3 separate regions of the Zea mays genome follow, and all the other regions are linked to region 2. The links are chromatin contacts, called in public Hi-C maps. All regions are on one chromosome and are shown on one strand. Each heading gives the region's core, a stretch centred on a gene start, on an enhancer-like site or on the middle of the called end of the contact. The rest is flanking DNA. Distances are from core to core; before and after follow the strand shown. Region 1 holds the start of LOC100191675 (putative cytochrome P450 superfamily protein). Region 2 holds the start of LOC103630308 (serine/threonine-protein kinase-like protein At3g51990). Region 3 holds the start of LOC100276099.

Region 1 (3,724 bases), core at 1,201-3,700, 190 kb before region 2:
TGCGAGAGTCGTAAGTCGCTCTTGACCGTGAGCACGGCTGATATACCAGTTTTACACTTTGCAGAGGTTGAACATCTTTATCCACAAGACGTGTTTCTAGTTTAGCCAGCTTTTGCAAGACCCTTAGACACTCCCAAGGTGAATGGCTAGAGATACACTGCGAGGCCTTTACAAAGTTCCACTAGATGAGAGAACCCGCTACAGATTCTGGGCCTAAGACGATATAGGAATCCCTCATCCGAAAAGCTTTACAAACATACCGACCCGAGGACCTCCCTATACCTGCACTCCTCTACCTCGCTTGCCCCTTTCTAGATTGGATTAAGTCACACTAGCTTTCCTAATTAATCAACCAAGGACATCTCATTCCACCCTTGTGGTAGCACTGTTATCTCAACTTAAGCTCCATGTTCCAATTAACACCATAATCTTATCATAAACAATAAATAATCCAATAAAAAGGATAAAGCTGATCGTATGTCATATAGCATTATTTCCCAAAAATCAGGTATAGCATAGCCAAACTACCCAATAGTTCATTTGTATGCAAGGTGTGGGGTAAACGAAACTAGAGTAACATATTAGGTCCCATCAAGTTAACCTGAGCATGTCACCGTGATTATAGAGAACATTATTAGGTAAAGAAAGGTGATCAAGGCCACAACTTGCCTTTTTTGGTGCAACTCCGTACTTGTCCAATTTGGTCTTCCAGTACCTCAAGACCTAGCTTATACTCGCAACAACACATATAGATAGACATGTAATGGATAAAAAATAACATTACACCAAACATGGAATCAAACTGCTTAAGAATATTCTACGCGACGCTACGAGACCGTGGGTTCGAGAGCCACTAAATTATGAGTTAAAATGGAGAAGATATAGATTTTCTAAGATTTCTATATTTATTTTACACTGGAAATCAAATTCTATATTCATTTTTCAATTATTTAATCACTGTTGGACGAAGATATCAGGATCTATTTTGTAAATTCCAGTACTCATTTATGATATCTTTACCACACATGTGGATGGCGAGTCAATATAGAGAAAAGTGGAGGTCTCTTTAGCAAAAAAAAAAACATGGCCGAAGGGATATGCTTTGCTCTGGACTGTTTGATCTAAAACCGGACACTATGGTTAGATCTAACTTAAAGTGAATCGTTACGCATTTGTGGCTCTCGGATCGTCGACCGACGGGTACGATTTAAAATACTTGAGATTGAATACTAGACGCAGGATCGGACGAACCGACCAGATTAATCCGGCCGAAACATTACACGCGTTCTAATATCAGTCTATCATCCGCCGATCAACGGCCACATGTGCACCTCCCACACTCAGACCGGGAGGCCCCCGCTCCTACGCTAAACATAGAAATAATTAAAAAATATGTACGTCTAAACAGGGTACAAGAAAGGTCTAAGAAAATCGTGGCGAATAAGTAATCCAATCAAATCATTTATGGTGTGTGTCTACGACCGATTTCGCCAGCTCAACTCTCCCTTCTCAATGGAGTTTCTGGACCATTAACTTTGGACTTTGGAGATGATCTCCATTCGGTTGTGCCACCGTCTCGTCTTTGTCGGCCTACGCGCTTCTGCCTATTGTGGGTGTGGCGTAGTTTTTTTTTTACATCTTCTGCTCACTCCTCTTTTGACAGGCAGTGGGCCGGGCTTGCCAAGCCTATTGCAGCAGGGCGCTTCTCTTCACCCTCCGCAACTAGGAAATATTTCATGTGCATATGGAATTTTGGTGTATATGATAACATATATTAAATCGTGACATTGTATTTTAGACAGGGGCGAATCTAGGGGGGTTTATCGGGGTCAGCCGACCCCGATAAATTTTATAAATCCTTTAGCAAAATACTGTTAAAGTTCATAAAAAATTGTATGATATAGCAAAGCTGCTCTTGATGATCCCGATCATATTTTCGGCTAGATTCGCCACTGATTTTAGATCCAACAATCTACTGTACTTACATTTTCATGTACAGAGCAGAATAAAAATACCAATGGGTAATGGTGGAAAGTGTTGTTTGCAAAATATAGAGGACAACAAAAACACTAAATCGAATATGATTAATCATGATTTAATACGTAGCCGTCCGCAATGTCCAACGGGTATATGTATGATCGTGCAAAACATTGTAGGCATGTGTATAATCGTACAAAACATTGTTTTATACGTGGAGATTAAAACTAAAAGATGTGGATGCTGCTGAAAATTAACCCGCGCACCCATCAGCTTGTTGTCTGTGATGATTCCACGCCCAGGCTGTTCAAAGTCAAGCATACAACAGCGTGCGCCCCAGCAGCTGTCATTATTTTGTTCTAGATGAATGCGATTTCCCTAGCCGGTGCTTTTGGCTTTTTGAACCTCATCAAGAAGCATCCATCGGTTTGACAGCACCGTCTACGTGCCCATCTTCCGGAGACGGAAGAATATTGTAGAGCAGTGCGACAGAGTTCCCCGATCGAAGCAGATTGAGGTCCACTGTGCTGTACTGCTGTGCGTCAATCATGGAAGCAATCCACCTTGCCTACGTGCTCGTCTTCCTCTTGCCCATCCTCCTCCTCCGTCTCCGGCGCCGCGGGCCTCCTCCAGTCAAGCGGCCACGAACAACGACGGCCCACTGCCCGCACCCCAGCCCGGTCCTGGGCAACACCCTCCACTTCATCCGCAACCGCCGCCGCTTCTTCGACTGGTACGCGGACATGCTCCGCGCCGCGCCGTCCGGTGCCATCGAGGCGTGGGGGCCCTTGGGCGCGGGCCACGCCGTCACCACCGCCAGCCCGGCCGACGTCGACCACCTCCTGCGCTCCAGCTTCGACAAGTACGCCAAGGGCGCGCTCTTCCGCGACGCCACCGCGGATCTCATCGGCGACGGGCTCTTCGCCGCCGACGGCCGCCTCTGGAGCCTCCAGCGGAAGCTGGCGTCGCACGCCTTCTCGTCCCGCTCGCTCCGCCGGTTCACCGACGGCGTCCTCGACGTGCACCTGCGCCGCCGCTTCCTGCCGCTCCTGGACGCCGCAGCCAGGGACGGCGGGGCCGTGGACCTGCAGGACGCGCTGCGCCGGTTCGGGTTCCGCACCATCTGCCACGTCGCGTTCGGCGTGGAGGGCCTGGACGACGACGCCAGGAGGCAGGATGCGCTCTTCGCGGCGTTCGACGCGGCCGTCGAGATCTCCTTCCGGCGCGCGCTCACGCCGGCCACGTTCGTGCGGCGGCTCACCAAGCTGCTCGACGTTGGCAAGTCGCGCCGGCTCCGAGAGGCCGTCCATGCCATCGACGACTACGCCATGTCCGTCGTCGAATCCAAGGTGGCGCGTCGGAGGAACAGCCTCGACGACGGGGCCGCGGACCTGCTGTCGCGGTTCATGGCGGCCATGGACGACGGCGGCGGCAGCGACAGCGAGCTCGGCGCCATGTTCCCCACGCCAGCGGCCAAGCTCCGGTTCCTGCGGGACGTGGTCGTCACCTTCGTACTCGCCGGGAAGGACACGACGTCGTCGGCGCTGACCTGGTTCTTCTGGCTCCTCGCCGCCAACCCGCGGTGCGAGCGGCGCGCCCACGAGGAGGCCGCGTCGTGCTGCGGTGACGGCGGCGACGTGAAGGGGATGCACTACCTGCACGCCGCGATCACCGAGGCGATGCGGCTGTACCCGCCGGTGCCGTTCAACGGGCGGGTCGCGGTGCGCGACGACGTGCTGCCGAGCGG
Region 2 (3,761 bases), core at 287-2,786:
TGGTAATGCCGAATCTTTGGCCGGCAACACCATCGATCCGAGCCATCAGGTCCAAGAGATTTCTCCTCTCCCGAGCCCCTGCCTCGGAAAACACTATCCCGTTCTTCAGTGGTCGGGGTGGTGACTTGTTGGATGGCACCTGATCTTCCTCCAAGGCCTCTGCATCTACATCCTCCTTTTCATCGTCGTCAAACACCAATGCTGAAGTCGACTCCCTCTCTGATTCAGCCCTGCGGCTGGCAGCACCTCGCTTGGAGATGGTCTTCTGAACATCAACAACCGCACAAGGGTTCCCTACCACGGCAAGCCCGTCGGCGAGCCCGTTCCACACCTTGGCCGACACGGCTTTGCTGAGAAGCACGAGACGCTGGACGATGTCGGCCATGGACGGGCGCCGCTCCCTGCAGGAGCGCACACAGCTGGCGGCCAGCGCGGCAAGGTCCTTGCGGGTGACCGGGTCTCGTGGCGGCGCCACACGCGGGTCGAACAGCGAGGCGACCTTGCCTTTCCGTAAGAGCGGGACGGCCCACTCGACGACGGACGGCGGCGAGTGCTGGACGTCGATGGCCTTGCGGCCGCTCATGATCTCGAGCAGCAGGATCCCGAAGCTGAAGACGTCTGTCTTGGTGCTGAGGCTCTCGGGCGTGACGTAGGCCGGGTCGAGGTAGCCGAGCGTGCCGGCGGGCGGCGGCGTGGGGGCGGCGGCGGCGGCGGCATTGGCGCCGGCGGTGGCCTTGGGCACGCGGAGGGCGAGGCCGAAGTCGCCGAGGCGCGCGCCGAGGTTGGCGTCGAGCAGGACGTTGGCGGACTTGACGTCGCGGTGGATGACGGGCGGGTCGGCGTCGTGGAGCGCGCGCAGGGCCCTGGCCGTCTGGAGCGCGAGGCGCAGGCGGCGCGGCCAGCCCGGCGGGCGCGGGTTGGAGTGGAGCAGGTCGTAGAGCGTGCCGTTGGGCATGTACTCGACGACGAGCAGGCGCGGGGCGGGGCCGGGGTCAGAGAAGCCGAGGAGGTTGACGAGCCGCGGGCCCCGGACGGAGGAGAGGATGCGGATCTCGTTGTCCACCTCGGGGCGGCGCGGGGAGGGGCGCTTGACGGCGACGGCGCGGCCCGAGGGGAGCACGGCCTTGTAGACGGCCCCGTGGCTGCCCCGGCCCAGCAGCGCCGCGTCCGCGAAGTGGGACGTGGCCGCCTCCAGCTCCGCGTAGTCGAAGCGCTCGATGGCCGCCTGCGCCGGCGGCAGCGGGGGCCTGGACGAGCCGCCCCCCGACCCCGACCCCGAGCGGCGCGAGAGTGGGAGCGGCGAGATGGCCGTGATGGAGCGGCACGTCGCCACGGACGAGTCCGCGCGGCAGGAGAGGTAGCCCATTTGGCACCGCTAGAGTTTAGGTCGCAGCAGGGGCTGACCCGAGACCGAGAGGCGAGAACCGTCGCTGCCGCGGCCGGGTGGGTCGGAGAAAGTGGGGGGAAGGGGGAAGACCGAAAGAGAGAAAGGGGATCCGAATAGGCAGCGCGGGCCGTGGGAAGTGGGAAGTGGGAACTGGGAAGGGATGTGCCTCTCGGCCTCTCAGCTGGCTGCTTTTTTTTTCCAGATGTATGTCATTACACGAAAATCGAGTATTATAGTGAGACCATTATTCAATCAAAATATTTGATCTATACCATTATCTGCATTCGTATTTACAGGGCTAGTTTGAGAAAATAAAAATATCCTTATTGACTTCTTTCTACCTTCCGTCCTTATCGTAGGGCAGTACTGATTTACTCTAATCTTCTTCTCTCTTCACGACCACAGCTGCGGCCTCGGTCTTGAGCGCTAGCGCAGAGTCTAGAATGAGTGTATTTTTAGTCTGAAATGAATTATAGTTGAAAATGAGTGTATTTTTAGTCTAAAATGAGTGTTTTTTTTCCTTTTTCCGGTGGTCGTTTGGTGCGGGGTCCTGCCTGCCCCATGGAGTGGGGTTTTTGCGTGGTTTGGAAGCGGGACGGCGACCGGATTTTTATCCACCCAACAAATTAGAGCCCTTTTCGTGTCCACGGAGGACGTCAATGCAGCAATGCAATTTTAAGGCCTTGTTTGGAATTGTAATATTACTGTGATATTTGATGATACTATAGTATTAAAGCTCAAAAGGTGTTTGGTTTATATAGTCAAAACTCAGTTTTAAATATTATGGTTCACCCAAAACTGTAGTATTTTTGGAGTTTTCGAAACTCCACTCAGGACCTCGGTTTTCTTCTCTTCTCTCTGCATATACTTTGTTTTTCCAATATAACCAAACAGATCTCGGTTTTGAGCAATACTGTAGTTTTACTGTGGTAAAGCAATACTGTAGTATTTATGTCATGTACAAGTAAATTATGGTATGTCAAAACTACAGTATTTCAAAATTGTATTTCTAAACAGGTCCTAACTGTTTTGTCTTGTCTTGTAGGAGTAGACGCTAGTAGTATTTTTGTTGTGAATCCGATCGTGATCTCAGTGCCGGGACGCATACGGCAGGGACGACTGGCGGAGCAATCCAGATATTAATCTCCCAAGAAATATATATTCCGCCAGGTAGCTAGTACTAATCAGAACAGAAGAAATAAAGTTCAGGTTGTTTCAGGCCAATGCCAACACCCATAGTGTCTTGTTGTGAGTGGGGAAGTGATTGCCAGAGGAATCTCTCTGTACAGCTAATCTGATCTGCGAATCCTTTATCATTAGTATCTTCTTGCCATTAAAAAAAAACCATTGTACTGAATTTGGCTGCAGAAGAACAGATGATGACATTGAGATCAGCATCAGATGATGCAAGTTTTCTAAAGTGGCTGACGTCCTTACCTTGAAATAGAGAAAAAAAACAATTAAGCAACGCGGCCTGCAGCTTCTGTTGAGAAATCCAAGGCTTCCATGCTGCTGTGAGCAAGAGCGTAGGAGATTATATAAAGAACAGTACGTTTCCGCACTGAGCTGGTCAAAACCGTTGCGAATTCTACAGCTCGCTCATCAGACAATATAGTAGTACTCTGTCTGTGGGTAGTTTTCATATTACGATCACACGGAGACCAAAACACCCTGCTGAACGGGGTGTTTGGCCGCCGATCTAGTCAACCTTTTACGTTAGCAATGAATTATGGCCAGCGTTTTGGTCATCTTCTTGTACTGCCTCCGTGACCGTGAGACGGCAGCCGTTGGAAGCACCATGATCTGCAGCTGCAAGCCGGCTGCGTCAAGTGCCCTGATTGTCCATTAATGAGAGGAATCAAGAAAAAAAAAGTTAGGTAAGACTGTAACAAGTTTGGCAGCTAACGAAACATCTTAATCCGTTGTCCGTAATGACCTGATCACTGATCCCTATTCAGAGCACCACTTGGCATCCGAGCTCCACATCGATTTATATCTAGTAGTATATGAGCTAACTTGACGACAAGAGATATGTCTGTACTCTGTAGTGCGCGCGCGCGGCCGGCCTTGCACAGTTGCACCACTTAGAGCCAAAAAAAAAAAAAGAAAAATGGAAGGGGAAAAAGACACCAGAGGACTGGGAGTGTTTTTTTAAATTGAAAGACCAGTGCGGTACAGTGAAGACGAGAGTATTTTGGCTGTCCATACTGGCTTCACCTGGGAGATGGTGGTGAGCTGTTGAAGCATCGCCAATTAACGCACGCGCTAGGCTAGCTCTCATTAACTCTGTCCAACATCCACCAATAATACGTGCTCGCTCGTGCTGCTGTCTGCAGCTAGTACGTCTATACCATTGCCGACCGTAGGCAAGCAA
Region 3 (3,522 bases), core at 385-2,884, 210 kb after region 2:
TCTTTAGCCATTAGGATGGCTCTGGAGGAAAGATGGATGTGGGAAATGGCTGGGGCTAAAGGTCTTTCCTATCTGTCTACCCCCCTTCTTGAGGTTTAGCCTCGGAGGGCGTTTACATCAGTAGTAGTTTGCTGTCTCAGATGGATTATTTTGGTTTTCTGGTTTTTCGGCCTCCGTAAGGAAGTCTGTCTTATTGTACCTGGTCTCCTTAGACCCTGTTTTTCCTTCTTAATATAATGAGGCGCAGTTCTCCTGCGTTTTTCGAAAAAAAGCAATGGTTCTAGAGTTTTCTTGACCTGCGTGAGTTCTTCTTGATATATAATGTAAGAGGGGTTGTCATACCCCCACAGATCGAGTTTTTTACGAATAAAATAATATAAACCAAGAACAGTGTCATGGACACATATGCTATTTTGGCAACAACCATAACTAGATCGATGTTCTATTGTAATTAGATACCTTCTTGATTATAACCGGAGAGTTGCCAATAGGATCAATATTTGAAATAGGCCCTTTTTCTTCTGGGAAAAACTTCCTCAATATCTTCTCATTCTCAGTCGGTTTGATGTAGAAAAACGGAAATGCCGCTGGCTCATCACCATGAGATAAGTTTGGCAAAGGCTTCACAAAGACATGATCTGGCTCTGCCATTAATATATACCTGCAAACATTTCCATTATGAGAACATACAAATCCTTCAACCATAATGACAAAAAAAAAGGAAATATACTTACTCTTCTACGATCTTTGCTTTCTGGATCCACTGGACAAAAGCCCAAGGCCTATTTAAGACAATATATCCCTGGATAAATCATCATATCAGCAAGAGCACAAGGTGGTACCATCATAAACTGGAAACAAACACCACAAAAGGACCAACCAAAACCTCACCTGATCCTTGCCTTCAGGAAGGGGATCAACCACCATGGTGGGTATCTCATCCATCAATCCATCAGGCTTGCCCGAGTGAAGGATCCTAGTGAAGCCACCCATGTCGGAACCAGGTCGGTCCCTCATCTCCTTATACCAGTAGTGCATTATCCGCGACTGCCACTGACTGTACAGTGCGTCCGTCGCCGTAAGCGCGACGTGGAACCGCTTCGCGGGGTCCGAATCAGAGCCTGACCCCAACGAGGCAGTTGAGTGGCGATCCCCGCCGCCGCCGAGGAACTTGCGCGGCCCATCCCGTCCCCGGCTGGGCATCGTCAGGAGGTTGTAGGTCACAAAGAAGCACCCTAAACAGATGAGGACGAGCAACCAGGGGGAAACCTTGCCCGCATTCTTCCTCCCGCTCATCCTTGACGCTCCAACCGGCAACCAGGGGCGCTGCTACTCCTTTTGAGCTGTGTGCGGCAGCGCCAGCGGGTAACAAATCGCGGGAGTCAACGGGGAGCCTGCCGGGAGATAGCGCTGGGTGAGTTCCTAGTTGGATCTGAGATTGGGATCGTCTTCAGCTGGCGAAACTGACGGATCGGGAGAAGGAATATGGCAGTGAGGTAAGGGGAAGGTGAGGGAAACTAACCACAACGAGGCAGGCGGTGGCCGGAGACGCCCAAGTGCTCGCCGGCAGCCGCCTCCGCCCCGGTGATTGCGTGGTGCGGCAGGAAAGGGAGGAAGTCGTTACACAGAGAAGAGTGACAAAGGCCCAGGACAAAGAACTCGTTTCGTCCTACAACAAATCTCTAGACTCATAAAAAACAGCTTAAACAATTCTTATTTTATAGTTTTTATTAAAGAAGGCATATGAGACACAATGTAGTGAAAATTTATACTACACCTCATATCCTTCTTTTTTATATCATCTTTAACCTTTCTTTCCTAATAATATAATTTATTTCTTAAAATACATGATTTAGGGCTAACTACCAAAGCTCAATTTATTTTTAGTGGATTAAACATTTTAAATTATGGGGTATTTTATTTTTTAGGCATCCTTGTTGTTGTTATAGATGATCTAAATAAATATCACCTGCGACTCAGCTTAAAATAGTCTCTCGGACCCAAAATAAATGCCACGCTTCAATAGATCAAGCATCCATAAACTTTGGCAAATATATAGAAATTATACTTATAACATCAAATAGATATTATTAGATTAATTGTACCAAAGATAGTAATTTGATTTATATATTTAAATAAGGTCTCGTTTGTTTCCTTTCATTTTGAGGAATTGGAATCCCACTAATAAAATAATATATTTTTTAGAATGTGACATTCCACCACTTTTCACAATTATCATATAAGCCTATCTCAAATTCATGAGGTAAGAGATAGAAATTGATTCTATAGATTTACATGCTATTTTTCCGATGCACAACCTATAACATACTCTTCTACTTGCTTCGTTATAACATAAATGTAGTATATAACTATCTCTCATATGATTTAGGATAATATACAAATATATTACATATATAAATATATGAACTTAATTAGTTTTGTCTAAATTATAATTATTAAAATGGAATTCAATTCTAACAAAACAAACGGAGCATAATAGTATTTTCTATAAATTTATACTATATAAAGCATCAATGTATATGGTTCCAGCATTCCACAATCTTGCATGTCAACCTTCTCCTTTCCACTTTATCCAAAAAACGTAGAAATTAAAATTATGTACAAGTGAAGGTTTAAATCTTAGTTGTTGGCTCCACAATTTCACAGTCTCTGTGTGTCACCTTTCTTCTTCTCGCTTTATCTAAAAGTAACATAGAAATTAAAATTGTGCGCAAGTGAATGTTTAAATCTTAGTTGTTGGCTCCACATTCACATCCCCTAACCAACTAAACACATATTTTTGTATTTTATTAAAACAAAGTTTATCCATGTGATATATAAAACCACAACAATATATAGGCATTTGACTAGTCTAGTTAAATTTAAGGTTGCTTAAATTTTTCTAAGGCTGTCTCTAGCAGGCTTTCTATCTCACTTCTCTACGAGTTGTTGAACTGTTTGCGGTAGGTCGTCGAATTCCACGGTAGGTCAACATACCATCCGTATGAAGGTGGTAGATTGTCCGCGATGGCACAGAGAGCTCTAGGAAGAACCTAGATCCCGCCTCTCGGCAGAGACCCTATCGGAAAGGAAGGATCTTGTGGGTGTTTTGGGGGTCGTAGGCCCCCTAAAGCGTATCAGAGACAACATAGAGCCGAAGCAAGGTAAAGATTAAGGTTGGGAGCTACAACTATGGCTAGAACTACTACTAGATCTAATACGTAAGGAAATAAGTGTCACACCTGGTTTTAGAAGGCAAACCGAATGCGAACCATGTACGTGCCAGGATCAGCAATTCACGTACACAACAGTTACATAACTGGACATCATCACACAGTGCTCAAATAATAACATAAAAAGGGCATAATAGTCGATTACATCATATGTCTGAGACATCTATATAGTCTTTACAATAATCGAAGTGCGGAAAATAAACGTAGATACACGCGGCCTTTACAGGCAGTTGACTGGGGGTTGCCGCTAACCCACACCTAGAACTCATCGTAATCTTGGAACTCCTGG

The links. Hi-C and Micro-C count contacts between places; a contact is called where the count stands out from the background.
Region 1: a Hi-C map of leaf shows a contact between it and region 2, with 3 times the contacts expected there. The contact joins the promoter of LOC100191675 here to the promoter of LOC103630308 in region 2. A contact is called at or near these places in 3 of 25 Hi-C or Micro-C datasets (leaf and leaf mesophyll).
Region 3: a contact with region 2 is called in a Hi-C map of ear, with 2.2 times the contacts expected there. The contact joins the promoter of LOC100276099 here to the promoter of LOC103630308 in region 2. A contact is called at or near these places in 5 of 25 Hi-C or Micro-C datasets (ear, endosperm, leaf and 2 more).

Annotation. Positions count from the first base shown.
Region 1 is chr6:153,774,097-153,777,820 of Zm-B73-REFERENCE-NAM-5.0, forward strand. LOC100191675 (putative cytochrome P450 superfamily protein) reads left to right here and starts at 2,451. Exons shown (of 1, transcript NM_001137104.1): 1 at 2,451-3,724. The coding sequence starts at 2,526.
Region 2 is chr6:153,966,089-153,969,849 of Zm-B73-REFERENCE-NAM-5.0, forward strand. LOC103630308 (serine/threonine-protein kinase-like protein At3g51990) reads right to left here and starts at 1,537. Exons shown (of 1, transcript XM_008651372.3): 1 at 1-1,537. The coding sequence starts at 1,366.
Region 3 is chr6:154,178,671-154,182,192 of Zm-B73-REFERENCE-NAM-5.0, forward strand. LOC100276099 reads right to left here and starts at 1,635. Exons shown (of 9, transcript NM_001149972.2): 1 at 1,523-1,635; 2 at 892-1,394; 3 at 735-802; 4 at 460-661. The coding sequence starts at 1,296.